Regions from separate parts of the Gossypium hirsutum genome. Here regions 1 and 2 are each linked to region 3. Evidence: chromatin contacts called from public Hi-C data. All regions are on one chromosome and are shown on one strand. The core of a region is the stretch at or near the end of the contact, and the rest is flanking DNA. Distances in the headings are between cores, read along the strand shown.

Region 1 (3,234 bases), core at 74-2,573, 190 kb after region 3:
AAGAAATATTTATCAACCTATAATTTAATTATTACATAAATTTTTTATGACTCTATTTTAATGTCAAATTTTTCTATCACCAATATAATAATATTTTAACATTTAATAACATATTAAACAATACTTCCTAATATGATAATATTTTTACATGCTAAGAAAAATGATAATTCGAGTTAAAAAATAATTGAAGTACAAAACCATAACATGCTATGTTATTATTATTAATTTTAGATTATATATTTCATTGTTTGTTTAATGTTATTTTCAATTTATTTTGTATACCGACGTGCATGAAATAGAATTACTAGTAATTAATAATTTAAAAAAAGTGAGAATGGAATGGTAGGTTTGTAATTAGGGGGAAAAGATGGGAGTGAAATGGAAAGAAAAGGAAAAGGTATTGTGTGTGTGTCCCACAGGGTACCAACTCCTCCCTTTTGGGGTGGTAGTTGGAGTTGGGAAAAGGCATCGGACGTAGGCTCATGTGCACCGTTGCGGCGATAGGGACCCACTCTTCGCACACCACTTGTGGGTCCTACTCCTAATCCCTCTTTCTCCGCCCTGTAAGCTTCCGATGGAGTTCGTATAAATATTAATAAAATTAATTTGAAATTTTTAATATTAATAAATAGTAAATTCAAGTTTTTTTCAGAAGATTTCTTTCTCTTTTTATAAAATCAGATTACAGCGCAACTCAATGGATAGTTGATAGTTCTAACCTTTTCCACCTTGGGTTTTTTTTTTTTTTAGAAAATTGATACAACTTATAAAGTTAATCACAAATTGGAATTGAACCAAAATTTTCAATGTCCTAGGATTATCTTTGGTCAAAATATGATAGAAAGTAATAGCTTGGTGTATTTAAGAGTTAGTCAAAATAAAAAGTTGTGATATTAATAATGCAGAGGGCAGAGGTGCATGCATTTTGTTCCCCTCCTAAAATTAATTTCTTTACACGTTTCATTTGAAAACGTGATGACTCAAATCAATTTTGCCATAAAAAAACATTTAATTCAAATATGGGCTTCTGCTTTTGCTAATACAAACAAAGACTTGGTTGAAATTTTTAATTTTTTCTCATAGTTTTAGTTAAAACCAACAAATTAGCAAATCATTTGAAGATTGTTAGTGGCCAAGGGTGAAATTGTACTGTTTGACAATTAGGGCAAAAATAAAGAAAGAAAGGGTGGGGGCATGTTATGGTAGAGATAGGTAGCAAAAGCGTAGGTGGTGGGGAAAAGAGTTCCGAAATAATGATGAGAGAGAGAGAGAGAGAGAGAGAGAGAGAGAAAGGGGATAAGATATAAATAAAAAGTATGTGGCTGAGAGGTGTACAGTTCAAACTTGAAATGGTTAGGTCAGATGGGTATGGGCCAATGCCATGGATGGATCTCAATGGCCAATCAAACTCTTTCTTCTCAACAACGACTTATGTCTGCATTATAACCATCTCATTTCCCATCAGCTTTTAATTTTTATAAATTCTCATCCAACTATTAACATATTTAAAATTCTTCATTATCAAATTTTAATATTTTCATCGGAATGTTGGCGTGCCTTTTTTCTATTGATAAAATAATAAATTTAGATCTCACATTTATACATTCGGTTAATTTTTTTAGTGAATTATAATAATAGAGTAAAGCTGCATAACAAACGCGATTAACACGACTCTAGTCGAAGCCACACTTGAGGCAGTAAACACTTTTGACCATCAAACCATCATATAGGGTTTACATTCTGTCAATTTAATCATGATTCTTAAATTTTAAAAATTAAAAATTATCTAAAAGTTTATTTTTCCATGAAAATACATAAAATTATAAAATAATTATAAATAATTATCTACTTTTCTCACTTTCTAACATCACATTTATTTATTAAAATAATTATTATATAAATAAAATAATTTAAGGGAGAAAAATTATGAAGAAGACTTAGGCATAGTCAATTTTTCCCTTTTCTTTCAACATTAACCACCATTATATTCAGATTGGGTCAAAAACTACAAACTAAGATTGAAAAGGATAAAAATCAATGTCTTTAGATTGTTTCCCAAAATAGTTTGTTGCCTTTGAGATTCTACTTGAGGGCAAGTATGATTGGGAATATATGAATGAGGATGAGGTTGTGTTATGTTAGTAGCTCTACAACAAATTCCTAGTTCTATGGCACGACAACAATGGATGTGGAAATCAAAGAGTTCGGAGTAAGAGTTATTAGTGTTGGTGATTGTGGGTGAAAGTGGACCCCTTAGTCAATAAATTTTGTGAGGACTAAAGAACAAGGCTGGATGTATAATAAATAAAACTAAAAAATGAAAAAGATTGTGGATTTTTAAAAAATTAATTTATTTATAAAATTATTGTTTTAATAAATAAATTTCATGTTAGAAAATAATAGATATTCATTTATTTATAATTCTATGTGTTTTTTTTTATAAATCTTATGTATTTTTATCGAAAAATGAATTGTTAAATATTTTTTATATTTTTAAAGTTTAAAAATTTTATTTTTTATCTTTTAAGAATCAATATTAAATTACTAGAATGTATAAAATTAAGGATAAAATTTGTTGAAATTTTTAGAATTAGAATCAAATTAATAGAATCTATAAATATTAGAAGGCTAAATTTGTTATTATGCCAATAAAAAAGTCACATAGACATTCTCTTAGTAATTTAATGAAAGAGTGATCAAAATATTAAATTTTAATACCACCAATAACTAAAAGAAAAAAAAACCCTGATGGTGAAAACAAAAATACAATAATAATTGGGTGACTATTTATAAATTTACCCCAAAAAAGTTGATTTCTTTTTTTTTTTTTTTTTTGAATTAAATTTATTGGGCCCTCCTCTCACAGAACTGTGCCCCCATGTTAAATTTCCACATAAATCTCCCTACCTGCCCAACATTATCTTCCTAAATCTATGCAAACAGAGAAGAGGTGGGACCTGTAAATGTAATTCACCTTCTCTTGTTTTGGTACTTACATGGTAAATCCACCAAACAATTCTTCCTTTTCATGGTTTTATAAGCAGTAAAACCTTAAAATTCTTGGCAAATGAATCTCATTGACTGTTGATTTAAATTGCGGTTGGTGAATCTAATAAGTACATTTACCTAATTCATTCCCTTTCTCTAAACAACCTTTTGCTACTAAAAGGAATAAATATGGTAGGGCTGCCCATACAACTAACGAACCAGGGTTCTAGAAGGAAGCCCATCATT
Region 2 (3,296 bases), core at 402-2,901, 240 kb after region 3:
AAATGAAGAAAACTTCCCTGGCTTGGAGCTTGTATGGTTATTTCATTCTTTTCTGCAGGTGGATTTGCGTGCACTGTGCTTGTAACACATTTTCCTTTTCAATGATTGGAGTGACACATCTTCTTGTTCATCATCAGATTTGATGATTTCATCAATAATTTTCTTCTTCCTTACAATTAGTCACAATACTGACTAATTTCATTTTCTCTGTTTCTGCCTCTGGTTCTTTGTTTTCTTTCTCTGCAGTAGCAACGTCTTGGGAACAGGGTTTGTTTCAATTGGCTGGACTTTACCAACCCCTTCTACTACAATTTTCTGCAATTCCTTAAGGAAGTCGGGAAAAGCAGGCATTGACTTAGTGAAATTCTTTTGAAGGGACCTTTTCAGAGTAGTTTCCCTCCTCTCCACATAGGCCTAGTACAGAGCCAACTTGTCCCATACTTTTGCCAAATCCGCAGTAAGCTGAAGTTGCTGAGTCTTGAAAAGATTAGTTTGCTTTTGTAACTTCGCCAATGAACTGAGCACTTATTGCTCAAAGAAACTGTTAGAAGTGGATGTGGTTGCAGTGGCAAATATTAGCGTAAAGGATGTTGAGGCTGAACTAAGAGGTTATTTTCGTGGCAAATCCTCCCCAAAAATCTTTGCAATAATCAACCTTATAATGGCCCCTTTATTTGGGACGACATCATCATTAGCTTGGACTGAGACATTAACACGCTGGCAAAGCGCGGTGATTAAATAAGGAAAGTTCACATTCCTGATATTCTTTTGTGCACATTAGTGTACTTTGTTGAATATAATCTTACCCATATTAATTTTCCTACTCTGTATGATAGAATGGAGCAGCAACATCCGCTCCTTAGAAACTGTTGAGTTATGGGTCGAAATGAGTAGGTGCGCCTTAAAGAAGTGATACCACACCCTGCACTTGGGCTTCAAAGATGCCCTTTCCACGGGGTAATAATCTTTCCTTAACACCGTCCATTTAGTTCCTGTCACACATAAGTCTTAAAGAACCTAAGTTAACCTATCAACAATGATGGTTACAACAAACTCGGTATGCTCGCATTGGATATCAGAAAGACCATACCGAGCATTTATCGTGTCCACATCAAATAAGACCAAAACTCCTTGCACATATATAAAAACAACATTTGAGGAAGTAAGGTGAGCATAGAACTCACAAACAATCTTGGTCAGCATATCCTTCGAATGCAAACAAAAAATTTTCCATCCATGTTGCTTAATGATAAAAGAAATGGAAGCATTGTATCCCATGAAAGGCTCTATTTAAAAAGAAAGCCTTCTTCCAAACAAAAAAGTCGCTTGAAGATGTTGTTCTGGTATCGCTTTTCTACCGCAGTGTTAAAGAAAGTGCGAGGTGGCATAGTAGATGATTGAAGGATAGATCGTCTAGCCATTATGGAAAGTTAAGGTAAAAGTTTGTGTAGAAAAGGAAGGAAAAAAATCTACAGTGTTTGAAGAAAGCACAAATAAACATGGAGAGAAATAAAATTTAAGGTAACTGTAAAAGAATTGAAGAGGTTAGGTAAAATAAAATGACGGCAAAGGAAGGAGTAAATAGGGTATGACGTGAGTGATGGGAGGCCGATAATTATGGCCTATCTTTAATGTGATGGAAATTTGGAGGGAAAGTGAAAAAGTTATGGGCCCACATATTTGGGAAACAAAATCGCAATGGGCCAATGGGTATCATATGACCCAACCTCACAATTGTTGTTATGAGATAGCGTTGATGGTTCAGGAAAATTAGATGTGCAGAGTAAGTTTTGTAGCATGGAGGAGGGAAAACAAAGAGATTTTTGGGGGGAATTGTGAAGTGACCTAACCCTAGAACATGACCCCTATACTTGTGGATATTACCTTTCATATATTTTATGTAAGATTTTTACTCTGTACGTTGGTACATTCGGAGGCGGTCACCCTCCCACTAATAATAAAACTTATATCTTGCACGTCGATAGTTCATTGAAGAATGATTTCAGAGTCGGTATATTGCTGACTAATCCTGAAGGTAATGGATGGTAGTATGGTTTCTTGTTTGCCTTTTCCATTTTTAATGGCGCTACGAAATATTGAGCACTCATTGTCAGGTTAGAATTGGCTCAAAAATTAAGGGTCAAGAAGCTTTATGTTTACATTAATTCCTAGTGAGTAACCAAACAGATCCATGGAGAGTACGAGGTTAAAGAGCCCACCTTATCCAAATATTACTCCTTAGTAATGAGCTTACTGAAGAAGAATCTGGAGATTCAAGTTGATAGGATATCCCATGCTGAGAATACTCGAGTTGACTTCCTATCTAGATTAGTTTCCATTGTTGAGATTGTGCAGTGGACAAAATGTTACTTAAGCACAATGAACGCCCTAGTTGAGACGATGGGCCAGGTTTTTAGTATTGAATCTGAAGATACCTAGATGACTCCCCTAGTTATCTTCTTAATCTTGTGATAACACTTCTTCCGATCCTAAAGAGCGTAATAGGCTTCATTGCTTGGCCTCTCGTTATTTACTCATTGATGGGGTCTTGTATAAGAAAGGATATCTACAACTAGTTTTGAGATGTTTGGGTCCTTCTAAAGCTGAGTATGCGATGTGAGAATTGTGAGAAGGAATAGGTGAGAACCATCCGGGTACCAAAGCCATTGCTCGAAAGATCTTCCAACAGGTATACTATTGGCACACCCATTAAAAAGATGTGTCATCCTTCATGCTGAAATGTGAGCCTTGTTAGAAGTCCTCTCGCTTATTCCCCAAATGGTAGTCAAACCCTTGCAAAGCATTTCTAGTTCTTGACCTTTCTCAACTTGGGGATTGAATATTATTGGGCTCTTCCTACCAACCATGGTGAAAAAAAAAAAATCATCATTGCGACAATTGAGTACTTCACCAAATAGATGAAAGCGAAAGCTTTGGCCACCATCATATATAAATAAATGGAGAACTTCATATGGAAGACTGTTATCTACTAATATGGGATCCCACAACTGATCATCACAAATAACGATATTCAGTTCTAAGGGAAATTTAAGGAATTTAGAGATACCTTGTCTCTACTAAGGAGGGTTATAGGTAAAAGGTAGTGGTATGGATAAAATTATTGGGGTCTCCATACCAGTATTATGTTAAGTTCCTGATACGAGTGATTGCAAAAGTATTATGGTGGGTGGTCAAAGTTTACTATAATACCACTGTCGGAAAAGAGGGGGAGGTTTGCTCGGATCGATATGGTTCTTGATTTAAAGAAGTCGTTTTCCCTTATGTGGTCTTTGTTA
Region 3 (2,936 bases), core at 398-2,897:
TTTTAATTTTTTATATTTACTCACACTTGTATAATTTTTATTTATTCTTATTTATTCTTTATTTATTTTCATGTCCATTTATATTTATGTTTTTTTTACACATTCCCCTTACATACATTTTAATATTATTTATTTATGTTACTTTGATTCTTTTATTGTATTATGAATAGTGTGTATTATTTTTATTATTATTTATTTATTTCATTTATTTAAATTTTCTTTTTTATTATTGTCATTTTCTGAAAGAGTTTTAACTTTTCATCAACTTTAGTCAATTTAATTAATTTTTCTATTTTATTACTATTCGTTTTAAAAGAGGAAATTTTAGTTCATTTTTTCCATCCTATAATTGTTAACATGAAGTTAGTTAAGTCTTTAAGATCCTATCTACCATTTATCCTAGAAAAATTATAAATAACATGTAAGATATTTTTTAGGGTTTTTGAACTAATTTTAAATATCGTATAGGATTAGAATCTTAAATTAATATATAAATATTCTTTAGGACTTTATTCAAGACTAAAACTAAAGATTTTTGTAAGTGAATTGTAAATCATGAGTAGGTCTTTGTAAGTATTTTGTTTTAGAAACTTTTTTAAGAAAGCTAATAAATGTTATTTAAGATATATTATTTTAGGATTTTGGTGAACTTAAATCTTAGATCAAGAATTTTAAAGTAAGATAAATCACAAACTCGGCATAGGATACTTTCATAATATCTTCATAGGTTCAACGTTATTAATTAATTCTTTAAATAATAATAATATATCGAATAAGTTTTAGATGGATTTTAATATTTCTCTTAACTCATTAGTAATTTCTAGGTGGTTTTTTTAAAATTCTAAAATAGAATTAATTCTAGGAATTGAAGGTAAATTATTTAGGTATCGTTTAGGGTTCTCGTTAAAAATAAAAATCTCTAATTTAAGTTTCAAATTAGATAAATTGGTGAATACATCTTAATCAAGTTACGAGTAAACCGAAAGAATTTTCTTTAGAGTTTTTATTTAAGATTTTCATAAGATTTTAGCCTAAATTAAAACATTAATATGCTTAAATAAATAAAACCTAGCTCTTAAGACCCTGTAGGACTATCCCCGAATAAGCATTGTGGGGGTGTTATAATCTTCCCCACACGTAACCATACTCCCAAACCCAAAATTTGGTGATGACATCAAGTCTAAACTTTTAGGATTTTTCGTAGTATTAATTCTAAACTTTTAGACAATAGGTGGCTAACCAACCTAGCCTTAATTGGTTAGTGACGATTCTACATTAATTTAGGCCCTCCGTGTCTAGCTTTACTTACTCAGTCCCCATATCCTTATGTAGGCAACATTATGACAGTTGACATAGAAAAGTACTAATGTGGATGGCTTAATTGATTTTTTAAATTATTTTGTGAGGTTTAATTTATTTTTTAATTATTTAATTCTAAAAATTATTAAAATTGTATAAAAAATTTAGAAATATTATAAAAATAATATAAATATATAAAAATAATATATATTATAAAATATTATTAATTTATTAAGAAAAATATAAAAATAATAAATTATAGAAAAATTAAATACAAAAAGGTCATAGAAAATTATATTATTTTCTTTAATTACAAAACTTATTAAAATATTTAAAATAAAAAAATTTAGGTTATTTTGAGGGTTTGGAATCTTCGGTTTTGGTAAGAAAGGAATGGAGAGCTTGAAGTGTGATGGTAATCAGACTTGTAGGGACTGTTGAGCGAGAGGTTTGAGTGACAATGAGTTTAACAGCATGTTTGGTTCGACGGAATGGCCATTCCATTCCGCCCTTATTCCACACCCTACAGTGATCTGTTTGTTTGGTTGAAATTTGACCGTCGAATATCTATTCCGTGCGGGCTCTATTACACGTAAATGCTGCATAACCATTCCGAGGGTCGAGCGCTGAATGCCTATTCAATGGCTCTCGTAACAGCTTATTTTTTTTTAGACGAAAATCTCCTCCCACTTCCACTATCATTCAAAACAAAATCTTCTTGGGTTTTCCATAAAACGCATAGAATACTCTCTGTTTTTGGATTTTGAGTGTGGCAAATTTGCATGTGTATGAAAATATGGAGAAATTGATGTCGAAAGCAGAGCTTTGCAAAGAAATGAGCACATCTCCCACCGTGCAGCCCAGCGATTGTGGAAACGGCGAGGCTCCGATCAATTATTAGCTATTGTTTTAGTCTTCTTCCCTTCGCTGTCTATTTTCTTATTCTTTCCCCTAAATTGTCATCTGTATTTTACCCGTTCCAATGAACATGCAAATATCATATGGAGAAAGGATTAGGTTATGCTTTTTCTGATGTATATGGGTTTGGAGTTTGATTTCTATCTTTTTCTATTTTCTTCTTCCCAGACAATCTTGGAGAAGATTGCCCTGTGTTTGAAAACTTGTTTGAATTTTGTCAAATTTATACTGGTGGGACAATAGGTAAATTTTGATATGGTAGGTTGTTTCTCTTAATTTGATTTGTGCATTTTCAGTTGTAATTGATTGTCATGGTTGGCAGATGCTGCAAGAAGATTAAACAATCAGTTATGTGATATTGCTATAAATTGGGCTGGTGGTTTACATCATGCCAAAAAGTGTGAGGCATCTGGCTTTTGTTACATCAATGACTTGGTTTTGGGAATCTTAGAGCTTCTGAAGTATCATGCCCGTGTATTATATATTGATAGCTTCTGAAGTACCATGCCCGTGTATTATGTATTGATATAGATGTACATCATGCCCGTGTATTCTAGTTATAGACAAACTTAGATTCATGCTTACATTGATAATCAAAACTGATTTTAGAATTTTAGTAACCCACATCTACTTTTTCAACAGTCTAGTGAACTGGCTGAAAGTGTATCCAAAATCATCAATTCTCAATTTGCAGACTAAGTGGATATGTCTGAAGTGCA

What was found. Hi-C and Micro-C count contacts between places; a contact is called where the count stands out from the background.
Region 1: a Hi-C map of leaf shows a contact between it and region 3, with 4 times the contacts expected there. The contact joins the enhancer-like site here to the promoter of LOC107932514 in region 3. A contact is called at or near these places in 5 of 34 Hi-C or Micro-C datasets (all in leaf).
Region 2: a contact with region 3 is called in a Hi-C map of leaf, with 1.8 times the contacts expected there. The contact joins the enhancer-like site here to the promoter of LOC107932514 in region 3. A contact is called at or near these places in 3 of 34 Hi-C or Micro-C datasets (cotyledon and leaf).

Annotation. Positions count from the first base shown.
Region 1 is chrA12:6,824,023-6,827,256 of Gossypium_hirsutum_v2.1, forward strand. No RefSeq gene overlaps it. Among protein-coding and RNA genes, the nearest start is that of LOC107932580, 28 kb to the right of the region's middle. Within about 2 kb of position 1,324, at least 3 of the 9 cell types and tissues checked have an H3K27ac peak or open chromatin away from gene starts, as enhancers often do. A contact at or near this core is called in leaf, where this site is marked.
Region 2 is chrA12:6,868,265-6,871,560 of Gossypium_hirsutum_v2.1, forward strand. No RefSeq gene overlaps it. Among protein-coding and RNA genes, the nearest start is that of LOC121210844, 5.1 kb to the left of the region's middle. Within about 2 kb of position 1,652, at least 4 of the 9 cell types and tissues checked have an H3K27ac peak or open chromatin away from gene starts, as enhancers often do. A contact at or near this core is called in cotyledon and leaf, where this site is marked.
Region 3 is chrA12:6,632,795-6,635,730 of Gossypium_hirsutum_v2.1, forward strand. LOC107932514 (DNA repair protein recA homolog 3, mitochondrial) reads left to right here and starts at 1,648. Exons shown (of 7, transcript XM_016864583.2): 1 at 1,648-2,460; 2 at 2,860-2,936.